Regions from separate parts of the Mus musculus genome. Here region 2 is linked to region 1. The links are chromatin contacts, called in public Hi-C maps. All regions are on one chromosome and are shown on one strand. The core of a region is the stretch at or near the end of the contact, and the rest is flanking DNA. Distances in the headings are between cores, read along the strand shown.

Evidence for each region. A called contact is a pair of places that touch in the nucleus more often than the background predicts.
Region 2: a Hi-C map of uterus shows a contact between it and region 1, with 3 times the contacts expected there. The contact joins the enhancer-like site here to the promoter of Disc1 in region 1. A contact is called at or near these places in 2 of 484 Hi-C or Micro-C datasets (macrophages and uterus).

What each region holds. Positions count from the first base shown.
Region 1 is chr8:125,052,812-125,055,971 of GRCm38.p6, reverse strand. It overlaps Disc1 (disrupted in schizophrenia 1), which reads right to left and starts at 1,777. Exons shown (of 13, transcript NM_174854.2): 1 at 1,688-1,777. The coding sequence starts at 1,742.
Region 2 is chr8:125,235,144-125,238,246 of GRCm38.p6, reverse strand. All of the region lies in intron 11 of Disc1 (disrupted in schizophrenia 1), which reads right to left. Among named protein-coding and RNA genes, the nearest start is that of Gm30713, 150 kb to the left of the region's middle. Within about 2 kb of position 1,771, at least 72 of the 459 cell types and tissues checked have an H3K27ac peak or open chromatin away from gene starts, as enhancers often do. A contact at or near this core is called in uterus, where this site is marked.

The DNA.
Region 1 (3,160 bases), core at 528-3,027:
TGTTTAACCACCAGGGCCACAGGCAGGTGACTCCAACCCTTGCCACATCCAAGGGAAGATGAGGATGGTAGCACCAGCCCCTCACCGGTGTGAGGGGGACCTCATCAAAGGGCAGGACCAAGTGCCTGGCCCATGCACTCTCTGCAAAGTGGCACCTGTCGCCTGTAGGCTGTCACCTGCCCCAGTTCCAGATGTTCTGCTCTCCATCCCAGGGCAGCACTCTCAGGGCTAAGGTAATAATTACAGCCCAGGTGCTTTCTCTTTCTTATAAACAGAAGAGAAAGCCCGAGACTTGGAGAGACAGCTCAGAAAGCAGGTTTCTCATCCAGGGCTCTATTTGCTGTGGGCAGAATCCTGGCTAAACCTCAACGGTCTCCATGTCAGGTGCCAAATGTCTTTTCAAATACCCTGTAACTCAGACACTAACATGTCACACTGGCATTCCTGTATTGCCCACGATTATTTAGGTCTTGCATGGTCAAAATAATACTTAAGGACCCGTGCGTAGTGGAGCACACCTGTAATCCCAGCACTTGGGAGGCAAAGGCTAGCAAATTGGAGGCCAGCCTGGGCTAGGCAGCAGATTTAAGGCTAGCCTGGGCAACTAAGAGATTTTTGAGAATTTGCTTTGTATCGCAGAGATTTGGCCAGGGGTTTCATGTCCTCCTACCACATTAAACCCCTTTTAAAATCTACCACGTAGGCAGGAAAATCAGCTCCATTTTACAAATTGAAAAACTAAGGCATTCCCGAGTCCAGGATGCGGGTGCAGAAGACTCTTACCCTACACCCACCTACCAACCCTGTATTTTCCAACTCCCAATTGCAAAAATGTCTTCATAGAAGCCAGTTAAGGAGGTAGGGAAGCTAGTGATTAGTGCTCCTTTCACAGATGGGTAAACTGAGGCTCCAAGAGCCAAAAGAAGCTCCTAAGTCCTTTGCCTTCTCTCCTTGGCACAGCACACGCCCAAACTGCAAAGCCCAGTCTGGAGCAGATCTCCGTGCTTGTTTTATTTTTCATTGTTCTGATTTGATTTTGGTTTTTGAGATAGAGTCTCACTATTGTAGCCCAGATTGTATTAGAAAGTCTCCACAGTCTTCCTGTCTCTCGAGTGCTAGGAAAAGAGGCGTGTGCCATCACGTTCTTTTCTTGGGGTTTCTGACAGTGAGTTGCTGAGGTTGAAAAGCGGCCACCCACTTAACTCGATGTCATCACCGGGGTTGGTACGTGGCCCAAGCTGACAGAGGAAATGGAGCGGGTCCCCTCAGCCTGCGCTGCCCTGCGCGTCACAGTCCACACTCGGAAGTGGGCGGCGAGCAGCCCCACGGGAGGTGCGGGCTGCAGTTCCCACACCTCTCTCAACCTCGCCCCGCGTCCCCGCAGCGTCTGCGCCGGCCACCCGAGGGAGTCCTGGGATCGAGCTGCACTTGGGCGCTGCGGAAACCTTCGCGGCCACCGGGACCTCGCAAGGAAGGAGTGCGGGCGCGCCCTTCGCCGACTGCGCCTCAGGGCGGCCGGACTCTCGGGACGGGGACGCGCTTGGACGGGAGCTGCAGTGGGAGCTGGGGACACGACCGCCCGCACCCTGCACTCCCCGCTCACTGCCTCGATTTCCCTCCCCTGCATCAGGGTGCGCCCGGATCTCGGCAGGCCTCGTTCGCCCTCCTCCAGAACCCCGGGCCCTACCTGCGCCGTGGCTCGGACTGTGGATCGGAGCGCCCCGGGGACCCCCGCCCTGCATCGTGCGGCCGGCTGCGCCCCGGACGGCGGTGACTGTGGTGGTGATGGTGGTAGCGGCGGCCGCGGAGGCGGCGGGAAACGGGCAGGGGGCCGAGCCGAGGGCTGGCTTCTTCCTCCTGCCCAGGACCGCCGCTTCCTCTCCAGCCTCGGCCCCTCGCTAGCGCGCGCGCGCCGCCCCTCGCGGCTCCCAGACCGCAGCGCAGAAAGTTTTGCTTTTCACTTGGAGGAAACCAAGGAGGGGAAGTGTGATGGGGCAGTGTGGCCAGGGACCGAAAGACTGGGCGCTTCCCAGACCCTGGGAGTAAAAGGCGGGGTGGTCAAGAGAGGGACTTCTTCCTACCAAGTCGCGGTGAAGCCGAAGGAAAGTGACAGATGACAGGTCGGGGGGGGTGGGAGCAGCTGTTAAAAATGACTTGAGAATCGAATCTCTGGCAGCACGGGGCTGGCCAGGAGCACGGCACAAGCCTTGGCTTGTGCCAAGCTCCTGGCAGCTGGCTCACCTCCCCCATCCCTTCCCTTTGGCTGCTTCAGCAAAGCACCTGCTACAGGACAGTGGGTACAGGAAGTGCCAGTCAGGGGTTAGGCCCGTCATAACCTCGCCTCTGGACCCCGAGGCAAAAATAAACCTACAAAACTGAACTGCATGGAGTCAGCCGGAGACCTGACTGTGGGTGGAGCATGGGGCAGTGGGAAGAAGCCTGGGAGAGTGCGTGCTGGAAGGGAGGAGCCTGTGGCCCTAGAAAAAAGACCAGGTGCTGGAAAGGTGGGCCAGAGCAGTTGCCTCTTACCAGGAACCTTCGGGTAAGCACGGGCGGATGCGGCTGAAGTTGATAAAGACATGAGCAGAGTCAGGATTTAGTGCAGTGGGTAGGGTAACAGGGTTGAAAAAGGCACTGTGTTGGTATCCTAGTTTGCTTTACCTGTCAGTGTGACATAGCCTAGGGTCCTGTGAGCAGAGAGCTTTAGTCCATGATTACCTAGATCAGATTGGCCCGTATCGCGTCTGTAAGAAAGGTCTGGACAGTTAACTGGCCTTCGAAGGCCCAGCCCACTGTGGGCGGCACCATTACCTAGGTTTCGAACTATCCAAGAAAGCTAAGTGAGCTGAAGCCCATCTACGAGCCAGCTGGCAAACAGCGTCCTCTGTGGTTCCTGCTATACCTGATTGGCAGTGAAGTGAGCTCTCCATTGGAGGTTAATGCTGTGTGCTATAGCAAGCAGGCCTGCCTTAGGTTCCTGCCTTGACTCCCCTCAGTGATGGCCTGCGATCGATCTGAAGTGGTCAGCTAAAACGAATGGAACGCCTCTCCTCCTCAGGAGGCACTCCGTAGTAAATACAGTTGAATTGGCCAGCCTGCCATAAACACTCTCAGGTCTACCTGACTCACTCCCGAGGATAACTAGGCATACCTCTGAATA
Region 2 (3,103 bases), core at 522-3,021, 180 kb before region 1:
GGCTCCCGGACAGGCAAGTCAAATTTGGCTAAACAACACAGGTTGCACCCTGATTTGCCCTTGAATACATAAACGTACCCTAATTGGCTAAAAGGCTACATATAAGTTCATGTAATAAATGATAAAGTTAGACCTGCACTCTGATGCTGGTCTACAGAGTCTGAATTCTGGGCAACTTTGTGGGCTCCGTCTCTACTTTCCCCCACTTTCTGGTCCCTGTTCTCACAGTGACCAAAGCATGCAGCATCCATCCTACGCAGTGTAAAGAGATGAAGGGTTTGTCTGGGCTCATTGATAAGAGGACTCAACACAGGGATGCTTGGCTTGATGGCCGTGGAATTTGCAGGAACAGATGACCATTCATCTTCTTACCTTGTGTTTTCGTTTCTAGTGTGTTGTTGTGGTAAAAATAGATTAGGAGAAGCAACTAAAGGGAGAAAGAGTCCATTCTACGCCACAAGTCAAGGCTATAGTCTTTCCCGATGAGGTGGTCACAGAGGCCAGGGGCTTGTGTTCGGTGGTCACGTTGTAACCACAGTCAACAAGCAAAGAAGGACGACTGCATGGTACCTACATCTCAGCTCCCTTTCTCTGCTGGTACAGGGGCGTAACTGGTGGTTGGCACCTCTCGCTCCCATAGGCCAGGAGGACATGGTAGAAGGAGTGGGAGGTCGGTTAGTCACACCATACCTCTAATTAGGGAGCAGAGAATGAACAAGGAGTAAGATCTAGATACAACACTCAGAAAGTTTGTCCTCGGTGACCCTACTTCCTCAAGGAGGCTCTGCCAGCTAAAGGTTCCAGCCTTCCCAAACTGTGCCACTCACCGGGGACCAAATGTTCAAATTAGAGAGCCTTTAGGGAACATGTCACATGCAAAGTACAATGGTCAGGAAGTAGAAAGCAAGACAAGGAGGGGTGAGAGACAATGTGTCCCCAAAGGCCACCCTCACCCCCTCCCACTATCTCCCCAGATTCTCAAAATATTGCCACCGGCTAAGGTCCAAGCCCTAACACATGAACTTTCAGAGGGATGTTTGTTGTCTAAACCATAACACTGCCCATTCTCCCTCAAACCAGGACATCCTAAACAAACAAACACAAAGAAAAGACAAAAACAACAACAACAACAAAACAAAAACAAAAACAAAAACAAAAACAAAAAAAAAACAGAGTTTCCCCTGAGCTATTTCTAAAGGCTCCCATGTCTCATAAAACTTTGATTAAATAAATTTGTCACACTTTCCCCCTTTGTCAGCCTGTCTTCTGTGAGCTATGATTCTGAGGTGACTGGGGAAGGGTGGCCCTGGCATTCTGGATGCCAGCCTCAGAAGAGACAAGGCTAAGGTGTCTGCTGTCTTTGCTGCAGGATTCTTTGCTTGCAGAAAGCAGTAGCGATTTTCTGGTTGCTAAATGTGTGGTGTGGGATACCTCTGTGGTGCGCCAGCTTCTCTCTGGCTTATTTTAGCTTGCTTGGTGGCAGCCTCTGGCTTGGAAAGGACACAGCTCAGAGGGAAGTCAGAGGGAGTCATGCTGTCCAGGGAACTAGGCAGGAGGGAAACTCATTAGAACAAGAAAGCAGCTGGCGTGGGCAGGCAGGCTACAGTCGGGAAAGAAAGGATCCCAAAGGTATTGGGGTCAGAACAGCACGGGCAGTGCCCCTTCAGTTCAGGAGCCTGGAATGCTGTTCCCTGCCCCCCTACCCCCTGCCCCAGCTTCTGCCTGGCTTCCGTGCAAGGTTGGAACCATCTATAAACCAGAGCCAACAGCAGCGTGAGACTCGGCAGAGAACTCCCAGGACGCTAGAAAAGAAAGGGCTCTCACAATCTGTGCACACGCATGCCTTAGCTGGGCTGCTGACTTCCTCTGGAACAAAGCGTCATCGAGCAAAGGGTTTTGCCTTCACGGACTCGGCTGCAGAATGAAGGTAATGGCTTTTAGCCTGGCAGGGACCTTCAGCCACAGGGCTGGTGTTCACTCCCTGAACAATGTGCCTCCGAAATGCGTATCACTGTGCTGGCCAGATAAGCAAGGAGAGGCTTTGAAACCGTTTCCCCCGTGGACCTCTGTAAGAAGCCCATGATTTGTCATGGAAGATTTGGATTGAAAAGCAATTGCCTGCCCCCAGGGTGTCATGCTTCAATAACAAACCAGTGTGGGGTGGCCCCGCACAACAGAGCCCTGCAAAGCCAAACACACCTGGAGCTGCAAAGCAAAGAAACATTTTGCCTCAAGATAAACACATCATTCCCCGGACTTCAATAGCCACCCCCCAGAAGCAAGACGGGAAGGCAAAAGCGCCTTCACCAGGGGACCCCTAACCGGCACACCTCTGAGCCTCAGGGGTCTAAAGCCTTCCAGCAAACACAAGCAAGACGTCCCCTTTGGTAAACCTTTCTCTCCTCAGGCACATGTCTAGTTCACTGCTCGGTTCTCCTCCTGATAATGGGAGCAAACTGGATTAGCAAAAGCTGTTTGAGATGTGGTCTCCAGAAAGGCAGAGACACAGAGATCAGCACGAGCTAGGCTTTACCGAGTGCACAGAGTCTGCAACTAAGGTGGCACAGGCTGCTCTGCTCACACACACCTCACCGTGACCATCTGAGCCCTCTGAAATAGTGAGCCAAAGATGTCCTTTCCTCTCCTGAATCTATTGGGCATTTGGCCATAATAACAGGAAGGGTCATTAATGCAACTAAAAAGTTAGTTCTGATTGTTCTCTCTTGATTTTTTATAGCCGTTGTTATTTGTGTGTGTGTGTGTGTGTGTGTGTGTGTGTGTGTGTGTGTATGTGAGTGTGTATGTATAGGTATATGTGTATGAGCTTGCATGCATGTTCATGTGTGTAAGAAAAGTGTGCACAGGGAGACCATTTGTGTGTGTATACATATTGAGGACAGAGTCAGTTGTTGTTTCTTTGTGAAACAGGGTCTCTCACTGCCCCGAAGCTCACCAGTTAGGCAAGTAGAGCAAATCCCAGGGACCCTTCTGTCTCCACCTCCCCGGTGCTGGGATTACAAACCTGCATGCCTATCATGCCCAGCCTATTATGTGGGTGCTGGGAATTTAACTCAGGGCCCCACACTTGGACAGCAAGCACTTT